2 separate regions of the Hordeum vulgare genome follow, and region 2 is linked to region 1. The links are chromatin contacts, called in public Hi-C maps. All regions are on one chromosome and are shown on one strand. The core of a region is the stretch at or near the end of the contact, and the rest is flanking DNA. Distances in the headings are between cores, read along the strand shown. Region 1 has its middle 200 kb from the start of LOC123404715. Region 2 holds the start of LOC123404715 (gallate 1-beta-glucosyltransferase 84A23-like).

Region 1 (7,655 bases), core at 2,448-4,947:
CTGGCTCGGATGCCACTGTAGGGTTACGTAGCATAAATTCAAAAAAAATCCTACGCATATTCAGATCTTCCTATGGAGAGACCAGCAACGAGAGAGGGGTAAGAGCATCTTCATACCTTTGAGGATCGCTAAGCGGAAGCGTTACTAGAACGCGGTTAATGGAGTCGGACTCGCGGCGATTCAGATCGCGGTGTGATTCCGATCTAGTGCCGAACTACGGCACCTCCGCGTTCAACACACGTGCAGCCCGGTGACGTCTCCCGCACCTTGATCCAGCAAGGAGGAGGGAGTGGTTGGGAAGAACTCCAGCAGCACGACGGCGTGGTGTCAATGGAGAGACGAGGTCTCCCGGCAGGGCTTCGCCAAGCACCGGCAGAGAGGAGGAGAAAGAAGGGCAGGGCTGCGCCGAGGGAGAGGGAAAAGTGTGTCTCCAACAGCCCCAAAACCCCCACTATTTATAGGAGGAGGGGAGGGGGTGCGCCACCCCTAGGGTTCCCCCCCCCCCTAGGGGCCGGCGGCCACCAGATGGGAGAGGGGGGTGGCGGCCAAGGCACGGAAAGGGGGAGCGCCCTAGATTGGCCTTGGGCCTCCCCTGCGCCTAGGGTTTCCCCTCCCTCACTCTCTGGTGCGCATGAGCTTGGTGTGGGGGCGCACCAGCCCACCTAGGGGCTGGTTCCCTCCCACACTTGGCCCATGTAGCCCTCCAGGGTTTGTGGCCCCTCCCGGTGGGCCTCCGGAACCCTTCCGGTGGTCCCGACACTTTGCCGGTGGTGCCCGAAACATTTCCGGCATCCAAACTCATCCATCCTATATATCAATCTTTACCTCCGGACCATTCCGGAGCTCCTCGTGACGTTCAGGATCTCATCCGGGACTCCGAACATCCTTCGGTAACCTCGTATAACAATTCCCTATAACCCTAGCGTCATCGAACCTTAAGTGTGTAGGCCCTACGGGTTCGGGAGACAGGCAGACATGACCGAGACACCTTCTCCGGCCAATAACCATCAGCGGGGTCTGGATACCCATGGTGGCTCCCACTTGCTCCACGATGATCTCATCGGATGAACCACGATGTCAAGGATTCAATCAATCCCATATAAAATTCCCTTTGTCTGTGGGTATAGAACTTGCCCGAGATTCGATCGTCGGTATACCTATACCTTGTTCAATCTCGTTACTGGTAAGTCTCTTTACTCGTTCCGTAGCACGTCACCGTGTGACTAACTCCTTAGTCACATTGAGCTCATGATGATGTTCTACCGAGTGGGCCCAGAGATACCTATCCGTCACACGGAGTGACAAATCCCGATCTCGATTCGTACCAACCCAACAGATACTTTCGGAGATACCCATAGTGCACCTTTATAGTCACCCAGTTACGTTGTGACGTTTGATACACCCAAAGCACTCCTACGGTATCCGAGAGTTGCACAATCTCACGGTCGAAGGAAAAGATACTTGACATTGGAAAAGCTTTAGCATACGAACAATACGATCTAGTGCTACGCTTAGGATTGGGTCTTGTCCATCACATCATTCTCCCCAATGATGTGATCCCGTTATCAATGACATCTAATGCCCATGATCAGGAAACCATGATCATCTATTGAGTAACGAGCTAGCCAACTAGAGGCTTGCTAGGGACACATTGTGATCTATTTATTCACACATGTATTACTGTTTCGTGTTAATACAATTATAGCATGAACAATAGACGATTATCATGAACAGGGAAATATGATAATAACCATTTTATTATTGCCTCTAGGGCATATTTCCAACACCGTCGCGTTTGGAGGACGGCCGGGATGAGGGAGCGTCGGTGCGAGGAAGATAGTGAAGATAGAGGGAGTTGAGAGGGAGGAAGTGAGGCACGGAGAAGAAGATAACTAGATAAATTAAAAGTAGCGTGGGACGGCTAAGAACGCTACTTCTAAGCTATGGCCATGTTTGGATACTCTAACCGAGTTAGATGTTAGAGTTAGATTCTAACTCTAGACTAACCCTGAACTAACAATAACCAAAAAGGTGTTTGGATGGTAGGGTTAGATTGTTAATAAATGCACTTTTTCCAATCATTTGGGTCCTTTATCGAGGATTTCGTGTGGTTGAGGTAGAGGGAAAAGCAACCTTTTCTGGGCTCCACCAAACTCTAACCCAAATAAGCACCTCTAGGATGGGTTAGTTCTTTTGTGTGGGTTAGATGCATCTAACCAACTCTAACCCTTCTGTTTGAATGTTTGGGGGTTAGTTCGGTCCAATCTAACCAACTCTAACGCCAACCCATGAATCCAAACAGGGCCTATACAGCAGTAGAGTGTGTTGGTGTCCGACGCTGCTGTTAAGTGGGGTTCATCTACTGACACCGTACGAACATACTGGTAGCGGCGGGTCACACACACACGCTACTGCTACGTATCCCGTAATAGCTTTGATTTTAGTCAAACGCTACTACTATGGGCAGCCCCGATGGATGACGATGAACAACTCAGCAATAGCCTCGGGTCAGCGGCACGCCCTACTAACATATTCCTACTTGTAGCGCATGTTCGTCACACGCGCTACTACTAAGTAGCTAGAGGTGTCCACCTTTTCTGCGCTATTGTTAAGGTTTTATTTATAAACTTTATTTTAGTAGTGATGCGGCCTTGATGTGTTGGAAAAATAACCGAGCCGAACAAAGCTGAACCAAATTTGGGATGGATGTGCTACGTTGGATGCACGCACGACGGATCAAACACGAATGTCCATTTGCCACTCTAAATACATCCCACACGAATAAAATCCGAACGAAATGTCATCGTCTTAGGATCGTACGTAGGAGGTTGCCTTAAGCTGCTAGCGTTCGGGTTTTGTGCTAGCCCATGTACAACGAGGCCGTTCGATCATTATCTGTGATAGCACATGTACAATGAATCCTACTCCGTATTTTTCTGTATACTTCTTTCCATCTATCCGGGGCGGCCGACCAACGTGGCCCCTAAGGTGGCGCCGCCACCGCCGTGCGGGTCAGCAATGACGCATAGTCAAAGGTTCCTTGCCCGATCAGACGACTCCTCGCCGAGGTGCCTCACCCGCCTCACGCTTAGTCGCGGTATGCACTTTGTCCGTTTCGGCAGCGACGACGACTACGGGCTAGCCGCTAGCGCGCTGTTTCTTGAACGCACCGCAGGTACGGTTGCTGCGCGCATTGGCTCGCAATCTCCTCGGTGCCGACCTTCTGGACGGATGGGGTGTAGTGTATCCCGCCAGGATATTCCCGGCTCGATCGACCGCGACGCCGGCCTTTGTTTTTTTGCCGCTGCCTGTGCCTGGCTGGTTGTAATAGTAGGGGATTTGGCCATTTGGGCGGTCGGCACGAGAAAAGAAACCAATGCCCTGCAGCTAGTGTTGGAAAAGAACGGTACTAATAGAGATGTAAATGGCAAATAAATGGCAGCCACAAGTCTCATTTGTTTAGCTTTTTTTAACTTCGTAGTTTATTTTCCTCAAAAAATATATTAAACTATTAGATAATAAATGGGATTAAATGGGACACACTTCCCATCCCGTCCATCCCTAACTGCATGCTTGCCAAGCCTAGTTTCGCTGCTGGCGTTCTAGAAGATGGGTGCTGTCCACTCCATCCACCTACCCATGAGGCACGTGCCTGCAATAAACAGGAACCCGTCAAATCACTGATTTATAAGCCACTCCGGCATGGTACGGTGGTCCGACCCATCCAGATCCATCTACATGGAGACCACAGGCCACAGCTGCCGTAGCCCGTGCGTGGGGCTGTATGCCTATATCCATCGTTGTACTTTGATCAAGTATGATATATTTTTTTCTTTTGCAGTAGGATGTAGTATGTGACTAATTTTTCGGCCAGTGTTAGAAGCCAAGCCGTGCTTAATTGCTCTGTGTGCACCTCGTGGTATTTTAGTCTCATTATGGAAAGGAAAAATGTCCAAAACAAACATATAAACGAAAGTTAAATTAAATCCTGAACTTGTAATACCGAAAATTGACACATTTAACTGTTCGATTCCGGTCTATTTTAAACCTTGAGAGCGTTATCAAACAGGAATTCTCGATGTGGCAGCTCAAATTTCAGGATTGTTATATGTGGTTGTGACTGAGCCTGCCCAACATACACGAACCAAGTTTTTTTTATTTTTCATTTTTGAGGGATTTATTTTTTCTTGAAACGTGAAGTATTAAAGTACCGAAAGGCTGCATCCGCGACTGGGTCGGGGCAAACAGACGCGAGGCATTTTTTCTTTCCGTAAAACATGCAAAATAAAAGTACAAAAAACATATATTTTAAAAATATGGGAACACATTTTCAAACCTGATTATTATAAGAAATGTTTAAACAATGTAAGAAATGTTCATATAGTTTTATAAATGTTTATTGTGATTAACAAAAAGTAAAACGTGTATTTGGCCAAATGTTACCTTGTCACATTCTTTTTGGAAATTCGTAAATTATTTACGTTAGAAAACTTATAGTTGTTATTTCAGAATTTTTCACCTTTTGTTTGAAGAAATGTTTAAACTTTTTCATGAATGATTTTATATATGAACAGTTCTAGCACTTTTTTAACGACGTGTGCTATATATAACCACTAGCCGTCCTCACAATAAAAATTCAGGAAGACAAGTGGGTACGTGTAGTTTAAAAAATTATGTATTTTCATCATGAAAATGTAAAAGAGAATTTATTATATTTACTAAAATAAAAAACAAAGAAAACAGAAAAGAAAAAGGGAAAGATAACCAGAGTAGTGCGAACGAGCGAGCGACTGCGCTAATGGGCCAGCCCAATTTGTCCTAATGTTCAGCCAGCCCTTGCTAAATACCCATAGGATTTGAAATAGACGGGGATTAAAAAGTTCGATGTGTTGATTTCCGGGATTATATGTTCAGGATTTGATTTACCTTTCGTCTATAAGTTTAAGGTTTGTTTTGGACTTCTTACGAAATGTATTTTTGGACGTAGTATATTATTGTAAGGGCATGCCACATTTTTTAATCTCACGCAAATTTTTTATACATTGTATACACTTCTTTCTGAAAATGTCACAACCATATTTTTTGAAACTCGTGAACATTCGTGAAATGTTACATTTTTTTAATGGACGAAACTTTTGTTTGAGTCACAAAAATATTATTTACATTGTACATACGTTTTTAAAATGCCACGACATTTAAAGAAATCTGGTTTTAAAATAATTACGTTCCAGCAAATGTTAGTTTTCTAAAAAATTGACTGTTTTTTAAAACATTATTGTTTTTTAAAGTATTCAGAATTTTCAAAAAAGTACACACACTTTATTAAATGTTTAGACATTTCCAAAGTTGTTTACATTTCCATTATTTCCTTGCCCAAAAAATATGTTTTCTAAGGTCGATGCTTTGGTGTTTCCCAAAACACAAATAACTTATGAAATTGCAAAAACATTATATAAAAAATGCGACACAATTTTTGAAAATCTGAATCATTTTTCATAGCATGTGAACAACTGTTGAAATTCTGAACTTTTTTTGACAAATGTGATTTTTTTGCTAACACGGAGAGTTTCTTAAAAAAAGTGAAGAGAATTTCAAATATATTTTAAAATAGAAAAGTAAATTTAATTTATGCCAAAAATAGAAAAAGATCATTTTCAACGTCTTAACAATATTAGAAATACGTGAACGTTTTTAAAATTCCATGAGTTCTTTTTGTGTTATAGTGGGCCGACCCAAATTCTCATTGTGAGAGTAGGAGGTTATCCTGGTCGGGACTGTAGTATTCCTAGTGTGACAAACATGTCTAGGGTTTGAAATAGGCCAGGATTATAAGTTCACAACGCCAATTTTCGGGATTCATAGTTTACGATTTGATTTTGCTTTCATCTACAACTTTAAGGTTTGTTTTAAACTCTTTCCTTCTTTTAAATTACCTCGTGGCGATAGACAAAATCGGTTTGCTTGTTCAGCCAAGGACAAACCTTAAAACGTGTGTAACCGTCTGGATAGTATGGTCCGGCCGTGCTTTACCTTCTAACATAATTGTGAATTGATGGTCTCTTTCGCGTTTTTCATCTAACATTTGCATTGTTTTTCGTGTCATGTTCATGGTGGCCGAGAGCATGCAACGATCAACATTGATACGCGTGATGTGGTCGGACAGGAGGGCAGCGCCGACGAACCCGACCTTGGGGTGTCGCCGCTTCAATGCCGACGCCGCGTCCCAAGAAACCAACTCACACCACTGTGTCTCATTGAAGCATGCTGACCGAGCCTTCGCCTAAATGTGGCTATTTATGTCGTATGTTGGCGATGCACACACCCGCACTCCCCCTCCTCGAGTCGCACCCCTATCCCCCTTCTAGTCCTCGAGCCCTTGCTCCTCCTCGAGCTCAGGGACGATGCCAAAGTCGTGGTTCTCCGCGCCGGCACACTGAAGCGCTGACATTCCATCATCAGGTGGATCTTGGCGCCGTCACCCTCACTCTACGGGCCCGTCAGCGTTCACATTGGCGGGCTTCTCTGGCTATGAGAAGGACTAGAAGGCGCGACCGCAACATTCGTCCATGAGATGGAGATCATGAAGGAGCTCTCGCTACGTCAGATGGGCCCATCGCCACCATTACCGGTGCGCGTCAAGGAGGATCCACTGTCCCTATGTGCATATGCGTGAAGCGGGAGCCGGCGTCCCCACTCCGGTGGGTCAAGCACGAACCTGCATCTTCGGCAAGCAACCGCGGCCTCCACATCGGAAGTCGCGTTAAGGAAAAGCACGTGTATGGTCCCCCTCATCGCATCCGATGTGTCAAGGACGAGCCCGTGTCTCCTGTGGTGCACAACCGGTATGCCTGCATTGATGTTCTCACTTATCCACCACGCCGCAACCGTCATCCCATAAAGATGAGTTGTCGCCCGTGATCACGAAGGCACGAGGTCGTATCCTCCACTACCTCGGAGGAGGCGGTTACGGCAGTGCCTCAGGTTGAGGGTCATCCTGTCCGAGGAGGAGCACGCGGTGTAAGGGCATATTTCTATCCTAGTGGTTTTGGTGATTGATGACAATGCATTTGTGGACTAATCGTGTGCACTAAGCCTTTCACGTATTTCATCATATGACACAAGACGATTCATGCCCCGCTATGGATTAGATTGAAGCATTTTTCTTTCCTCTGTTTCACTGTCGGTGGACTTGAGTCATAGGAAAATAGTACTATTAAGAGGAGGTCTGCATCGGAAAGGTTTGGGTGGAATCAACACATACACATTCTTTCGCACCCATGCTTGTTTCCCGCTTCAGTCGAGCTCCAACCTTGCCTCCACTGTGGCCCGGAAAGATCCTAGCGATAGTACCGCTCCCAGCAGCGGTACTACCTCTTATTGGTAGTACCTCCCTAGCCAGTGGGAGTACCGCTCTTGGGTGGTAGTGCCCGTGGCTAGTGCAGCTGGTTGTGCTGCAACCCTGGGGTCTCAACACTTTTTGTGTTGGACTGGGCGGTAGTTCAGCGCGGTAGTATCGTTTGTTACTACCGTGCTACTGCCGCCCATGTTTTCTCGGGCTGGATTCCTCACTGGTTCCTGAGCGGTAATAGGAGGCGATACTACCTCTTGTCGGCAGTAGTACTTCTCCGGCGGAACTACCACTCGCCTGCCTACCC
Region 2 (7,655 bases), core at 2,222-4,721, 200 kb before region 1:
CAGATTATCATAGTGCAAGGGAACTCCCAAATACTTAATAGGGAAAGAACCTAGATTGCAACTGAAGATCTGGGCACAGACCCTTGCTATATCCTCATCCATGTTAATAGTGATGAGGTCACTTTTATGGAAATTAATTTTCATACCCGAGAGGTTTTTAAAACAAGATAAAATCCATTTAAAATTTCTCGTAGGAATCCTCTAGAAAGAGGAGAGTATCATCCGCATATTGGAGACTAATCACTCCTTCCGGAACAATATTTGTTAGCAACCCCGAAATCAGTCCGTGATGAGAAGCTTTGATAAGCATTTTAGAAAATACATCAGCAACCAGGTTGAATAACAGTGGGAAAATGGGATCTCCTTGTTTGAGGCCCTTACCACCTACAAAGTAGATTGAGGCCCTTACCACCTACAAAGTAGGGGCCAGTAGTACCATTGATATGAACACTAAAGGTACTTTGAAATAGTAAGCTCTTGATCCAAGAAATCCATTTGGGACCAAAACCCCGGGACTCTAACATCTCAAACAGGAAATCCCAACTAACTCTATCATATGCTTTATCATAATCTAACTTAAGCATAAGCCCTGACCTATTAGTTTTTTTCACCTCATGAATTACTTCACGAGCTAACACAACACTTTCAAGAATGTATCTCCCTTTAATAAAAGCAGTTTGATTGGGAGATAATCTATTGATAAGAACTTTAGAGAAAAAAATTACAGCACAGTTACTCAGGCTAATAGGTGTGAACTTTTTCATATGCTTGGCATCAGGCTCTTTTGGGATCAAAATGATCAGCGCAAAGTTGAGTCTATGCATATCTAACCTACCACCTTCAAACTCTCACCATTGTCATAAAGTCAGCTTTTATTACCTCCCAAAAGATATAATAGAATAGAAACGATAAACCATCTGGCCCACGGGCACCATTGGCCCTGTTTGGATACAAAGATATGATAGAATAGAAACGATAAACCATCTGGCCCACGGGCACCATTGGCCCTGTTTGGATACTCTAGCTTAGCTAGTGGTTAGAGTTAGTTTCTAGCTCATGACTAACCATAAACTAACTCTAGCCAAATAGGTGTTTGGATGGAAGGGTTAGATTGACAATAGATGCACTTTATGGAAATAGAAAAGTGATTTTTAATAGACCCCATGAAAACTAGCTCCAATTAGCATTTATTGGCTAGTGGAAGAGAGAGAGAGAAATATTTTTTAATGAACCCCATAAAAACTAGCTCCAATTAGCACCTTTTGGGTGAACTAGTTTTTTTTAGGTGAGTTAGATGCAACTAGCTCTAATCTAACCCTTGTGTTTGGATACTTTAGGGCTAGTTGAATCCAAACTAGCTCAAACTAACTCTAGCCCATGGATCCAAACAGGGCCATTGTAATAAGAACAAAACATGGCCTCTTTAATTTCCATGGAGGGTTTAAATTACTATTTAAATAGACACAATTAATTGAAATGTATAGCTTGCCTGGCTCTCTGTATGACTTACAACAAATATAACAAGATTATCAAACCGAACGAAATATCATGCTACGAATACCAATGTAATTATTACTTTTTTCATTTAAAATAAATGTCTCAACTTTGTATATTTTCATATAATATAAAGTTGAGAAACTTATTTTAAGATGAAGAGATTATTAGCTTTGGCTCTCGCAGTATCTTGAGACTTCAGTGCCAAGCTCCAAGACTCCCAACCTAGCGTCGACGATTGACTTCAATTAGGCGGCGATGCTCGTACCAATCGACGCTTCCAACTCTGTGCGCCAACGTAGCCGCCTACCTAGACAAAGCTGCTTCGGTTGTGTCTCGCTTTTGAGCTTTAGAAATCTCTGCACATTTTTTCAATGAAGATGGCTGAAAGATTCCTTAATTTCAACGTATGGAAGATGAACCGAAACCTTGCTGCTCCCCAGCCACGGGTTCCTTATCTGCCCGCGCGCCGCTGGCTCGCGCCACCACCTCGTCTACGAACGCCTGCACGTGGCGGTCCGACGACCCGCCGGGCGCTACGGCTGTCCTCGCCGCCGCGCTCCACGCCCTGGCGTTCTCGAGCATCGCGCTGGCGTCCGGCCCGGCCACGGCGTCCTCCACGGCGTCGCGCACGGCGTCACGTCCCAGCGGCGCGCCGATGCGCACGCCCATCTTGAACTCCTCCACGAGGTACTTGGCGTCCGTGCACTGGTCGCCCCACTGCGGGAACGCCACCACCGGCAGCCCCGCCGCGAGCGTCTCCAGCGTGGAGTTCCAGCCACAGTGCGTGAGGAAGCAGGCCGTGGACGGGTGCGCGAGCACCAGGTCCTGCGGGCTCCATGGCACCACCATGCCGCGCCCGGCGACGGAGTCCAGGTACCCCTCCGGGAGCATCGCGCTGCAGTCCGGCCGAACCACCCACAGGAAGGGGCGGCCGGTGAACGCGAGCCCGTGCGCCATCTCGGCCAGCTCCTCGGCGGACAGCACCACGACGCTGCCGAGCGACGCGTACACGACGGAGCGCGGCGCCTGCGCGTCCAGCCACCCCACGCAGTCGTCTGCCGACTTGATCATGTCGCCGCGCACGGCGCCCTCCTCCTCCAGCTCGACGAGCGGGCCCACGGGGATGAGCGGCGGCGGCGGCGGCGAGACGCCCGGGAGCGCGTCCACCACGTCGGCCTCCAGCTCAGCGAAGGAGTTGACGAACACCCACGACGCCTTGTGGATGGTGCGGAACTGCTTCAGTATCGCCTCGGTGAGGAGCTTGTAGGGGTTCGACGGCAGCAGGAACGACGGCACGTCGGCGACGGACAGCGCCGGGAGCCCCGGGAGCTTGACCCGCGCGTCCAGGTCGTCCTCGGGCGGGAACTCCACGAGCCCGTGCACGTGGTGGTAGTAGAGCGAGAACACGGCGCACGACTGCACCCACAGCACCGCCGTGGGTATGCCGGCGTCGTGGGCGACGTCGACCGCCCACGGGAGGAACGGGTTCCCGACGACGCACGTCACCGGTCGCCCCGCCGCCTCCTGGCGCCTCAGCAGCTCCGCGAACGCCACCGGGCCGGACGTCTCCAGGTGCCGCATCAGGGCGTCGAGCTCGTTCCCGTCGAAATCGTCGTCCAAGAACTCGAACCTTATGCGGCCGCGGCCGAGCGGCACGCCGTCGCCTCCAGCCTCCACCCCGGACGAGGCCGTGATCTTGCCTCCAACATACGAGGTCGAGGAGAAGGTGACCAGGAGACCCTTGGCCGCGAAGCGCTTGGCGAGGCGGAGCATGGGGTTGACGTGGCCCTGCCCCGGGAAGCATATGAGGAGCAAGTGGGGCGCCGACGACGTCGCCGCCGCCGCCGCGGTGACCGCGGCCGGGGCTTCCTCGCCCATGGCTGTCCGGCTGTTATCGAGATCCCGAGGGGCGGAAATAAATGTCGTCTTCTCTTCTTGCCTGATACTGAGCTGAGGCTACACTGGTGCAGATGATCACTGGGGGCTTACTCTTTAGCTACCGCATTTATACGGAAATCGGTTCGGTCGTGACGTGTGCGATGCCGTCCGACGTGCCATGATACTTGTCCAGCAGTTTTGTGCCGTCTAGGCGAAGCAGGAGGGGTCAAGTTTGCCTCTGTGGCTCTCCCCACATTTGGTGGTAACTATTTTGCCGTTACAATATACTCATTATTCATTGTACAGCAAGAATGTGACCTGGAATGAATATTACTCCGGGGAAACAGCTAGGTGGGTGTGACAGGATAGTAGAATATGAATATGACAGCAAGTTAGAGATTTTTTTTCAATAATTAAAAAAAATCAAATAGTCAAGAAGTATTTTTAGATTAAATTTGACTTTGTTTTGCACAAGCATATAATTTTTCGTGGGAAAAAAATAGTATTGGCTTCAGGGTAAAAAGACAAATTATTTGTTACTATAGCTTACTATTTACGCTATTTTGATCCGAAATTTCACTTTTCTTAAAGAGGTCAAAGGGTTAAAGAATTGTGAAATTTTTCCCGCAAGTATAATTGGATGTCAAGTTTATTTTTGAAATATTTTTTAAATTTTTAATTTTTTATTGAATTGCTAAAAGATCATATAAATTGTATATACACCAATAAAACAAATGTTTCTCTCCTTATCGGGAGGTCCAATCTCTATCAGTAAGAACATCTACAGCCGGACATAGCAAATTTAACCCTGCAAACGACTGTCGACGCGTTTGGTGCGTCCGCTAACACTCAAGAGACACGTCTCATTTGTTGACTTCCACACGCAGGTCCATCATATCAAAACCCTTGGAACCTTACAATTCATATAACTCTACATAAAATTAGAACAACATGCAGTTCATCGAATAAGATTGCATTGCCGGACAAAAGAAGCATATCATCGAAGTTCATCGGCAAGTCCATACTACAAGCTACTTAAAACATACTTAAAATATAAACAAAAATGGGGAAGGGCGGCGAAAATCACCATTTCTTCACCGACCCCTTCCCTTATCGATCTTCGACGCGGTTTGTGCCCCTCCTCAATGTAGGCGTCGACGTGCGAAGGTGCGTCGTCGCCGGAGCTGGAGGTGGAGTTGTCCGTTAGATCGAAGATGTCGGAGCTGCACCTCATGCCCGATAGCCTGCGGAGCAAGCGGTCTTGCTTCTTGGCATTGCTGGCTGCCATCGCCTTCGTTGTCGCCTCCTTGTTTGCTTCGTGCCTCGACAACTCGATGGCCAGTCGAAACGCCTCGGCATTCTTGCGGCGAAGGCGGCGTGCATTTGTCTTCGCCGTCATGAAAGAGTGACGGGGGACTGACATGAGGAGCCAATAAGACGCGTCCGGGTAAAAAGGCAAAAAATATTTGCTATTATAGGTTACTATTCATACTATTTTGATCAAAAATTTATCTTTCCTTAAAGAAGTTAAAGAGTAAAAGAATTATTAAAATTTTCCCACAAGTATAATGGGAAGTCAAGTTTATTTTTTTATTTTTTTTGAATTGCTAGAAAAAATCACATAGAATGCATATACATGCAAGAACCAAATGTTACTGTCCTTATCGGAAGGTCCAATCTATAGTTGTAAGAGCATCTGCAGCCGGACATGGCAAATTCAAGCCCACAAACACGGACGCGTCCGGGTGCGTCCGTTAGCACTGACCAGGCATGCCTAATTTGTTGACTTTCTCACGTGGCTCCATCACATCCAAACTTTTAAAACCATACAATTCATATAACGCTACGTAAAATTAGAACAGCACGCAGTTCATCGGATAACATGGCATTGTCGGACAAAAGAAGCATACTTCATGGAAGTTCATCGGCAAGTCTATACTAGAAACTACTTAAAACATACTTAAAATATAAACAAAACGAGAAAGGACGGAGAAAAACACCATTTCCTCACCGGCCCCTTCCCCATTCGATCGTCGATGCGGTTGTGCCCCTCCTCCGTGTAGGCGTCGACGTGCGTAGGTGCGTCGTCATAGGAGTTGGAGGTGGAGTTGTCCGTCAGGTGAGAGCTGTTGGAGCCGCCCCTCATGCCCGATAGCGTGTGGTGCAAGCGGTCTTGCTCCTTGGCATTGCTAACCGCCTTCGCCTTCGTTGTCGCCTCCTTGTTTGCTTCGCGCTCTGACAACTCGATGACGAGTTGGAACGCCTCGGCATTCTTGCGGTGGAGGCGACGCGCATCCATCTCCGCTTTCGTCAAAGAGCGATGGAGGACCAACGCGAGGAGCGCGTCCTCGGGGTCGACCGATGCCCAGCCATCGCCTCCACCTCTCCCTCGCTCGTTGTCGCTCGCATCGGGCTACATGCGCACACGTGCCTCGGAATCGGACGTCCTCGTGTGCCCCGTCCCCGTCGTAGGGCACGAGGACCCAACAGTGGCCAGGTACCACTTTCTGGACCAACGGGTGGTGGAGGTGAGCGGCGTACCTGAAGGAGCGGAGGGGAGTTGTGTGCCGGGCGGAAAGGGCAGGCGACGTCGACGGGCGGCGGGCGCTCAGGAAGAAGATCTGTCGTTGTCGGTGCCGCCTTGCTTGAGCAGCGACCTCCTAAAGGTGATGCGGAGGGCCACCTCTTCCACATTGATGTTGGAGCCATCGGATTCTGCACGGGAGTTGCTTCCATCGCCAACCATCCGATTGAAGGGAAGGGCTTCGAAAGTGGACTCGATGAAGAGAGTGAAGTGATCGGTGTCTGGGGTTTTTTGGATGAGGTTATTTTATGGGGGCGGTGGTGGGCCGTGCTGACGCGACGAGCGTCCGGACCATCTCATATCTGTCTCCTATTGAGGCTGAATATAAAGGGTGATGGTCAGCACGGATGTTTGAAACGCATTTAGAACACCGTTTGAATTATTATTTTTTGACCGGACGGCAGGGTTTTAAATTACTGACTATTATCAACTATAACTGCCGTTATTGTTGTTTATGCAGTGTCTAGCTATTTTGCTTTCCTTTACAATCTTGTCGATATAGTCCGCTATAGCCTCAAATAGCCCAGCTATAGCCCCAAATAGCTCAATGGAAAAGCCAGGAAGCTACTCCCGCCGTCATAGTTTATAAGGCATGCACGTGTACCTAGGTCGTCAATTTAACTTATATAAAATATATTATTTAACATAAAAATTATATCATTAGAAAATAGAACATCTAAAGTTTCTAATGATATATTTTTTGTAATATATGTCTCTCATTAAGTTTGTCAAATTAACGACCTAAATACACGTGCCGGACTTAGGCCCTGTTTCTTTAAAAAGTCCTAGGACTTTTTTTAGTCCAAACTAAAAAGTCTCTACTCCCTAACCGTTTTTTCCAAGGACTAAACATGGACTAGAGGTCATTAAATGACATGCAAAAAGATCATGTTACCCCTAGTAATATACTAGAAGTTTATTAAATGACATGCTAAAAGTAGGGGCATTGTTAAGAAAAGAGCCAAAAAAGTTCCAAAAAGTCTCTTCCATAGGGACTTCTTCCTTTAGTCCCAAATACCCCATTTTAGTTCCTAAAAGTCTCTCCTGTTTCTTTCACATGGGACTAAAAGGGACTTTTTTTTAGTCCCTACACCAAAAAGTCCCTGAAAAGAAACACCCCCTTATAAACTGAAATGGAGGAAGTAAATCCATTAGCTGGCAATTTAAAACCTTGGCGGACGGTGAGTGGACATCCTGGCCCGTCGTATAAGATCTACTCCCTCCGTTCCTAAATATTAGTCTTTAAAGGAATTTCACTAGTGGACTACAAACGGATGTATATAGACATACTTTACAGTGTAGATTCACTCACTTTGTTCCGTATGTAGACTTCTAATGAAATATCTTAAAAGACTTATATTTAAAAACGGAGAGAGTATTTAAGAGGTTTGGGTATAAATGTTATAGGTGAGGCGGTGAGCGCGATTCAAACAAGTTCAAAATGAACAACCCCATTCACGGGTATCAAGCTGCTGCGTATGTTTTTTCTCTTCTCTGGATAGTGTAGCGGCTGCGCACGTTACTTGTGCACCACATGTTGGTTACTCTGTTCTGCACCACATCATGATCACCCTTTTGCGGGCTTTTATATGATACAGAAGCTACCACCAACACAAACAATTTTGCGTCGTAGGAATACGATCCGAAAATGACGTGTTTCGTTTTAGCCGTTCCCATAAAATACTAGAGTATGCAT

The links. Hi-C and Micro-C count contacts between places; a contact is called where the count stands out from the background.
Region 2: a contact with region 1 is called in a Hi-C map of seedling, with 6 times the contacts expected there. The contact joins the promoter of LOC123404715 here to the enhancer-like site in region 1. A contact is called at or near these places in 3 of 6 Hi-C or Micro-C datasets (leaf and seedling) and 1 of 1 datasets of contacts at active chromatin or transcription factors (embryo).

The regions. Positions count from the first base shown.
Region 1 is chr6H:165,780,848-165,788,502 of MorexV3_pseudomolecules_assembly, reverse strand. No RefSeq gene overlaps it. Among protein-coding and RNA genes, the nearest start is that of LOC123404715, 200 kb to the left of the region's middle. Within about 2 kb of position 3,697, at least 3 of the 3 cell types and tissues checked have open chromatin away from gene starts, as enhancers often do. A contact at or near this core is called in leaf and seedling, where this site is marked.
Region 2 is chr6H:165,979,589-165,987,243 of MorexV3_pseudomolecules_assembly, reverse strand. LOC123404715 (gallate 1-beta-glucosyltransferase 84A23-like) reads right to left here and starts at 3,471. Exons shown (of 1, transcript XM_045098662.1): 1 at 1,459-3,471. The coding sequence starts at 3,375. The coding sequence ends at 1,897.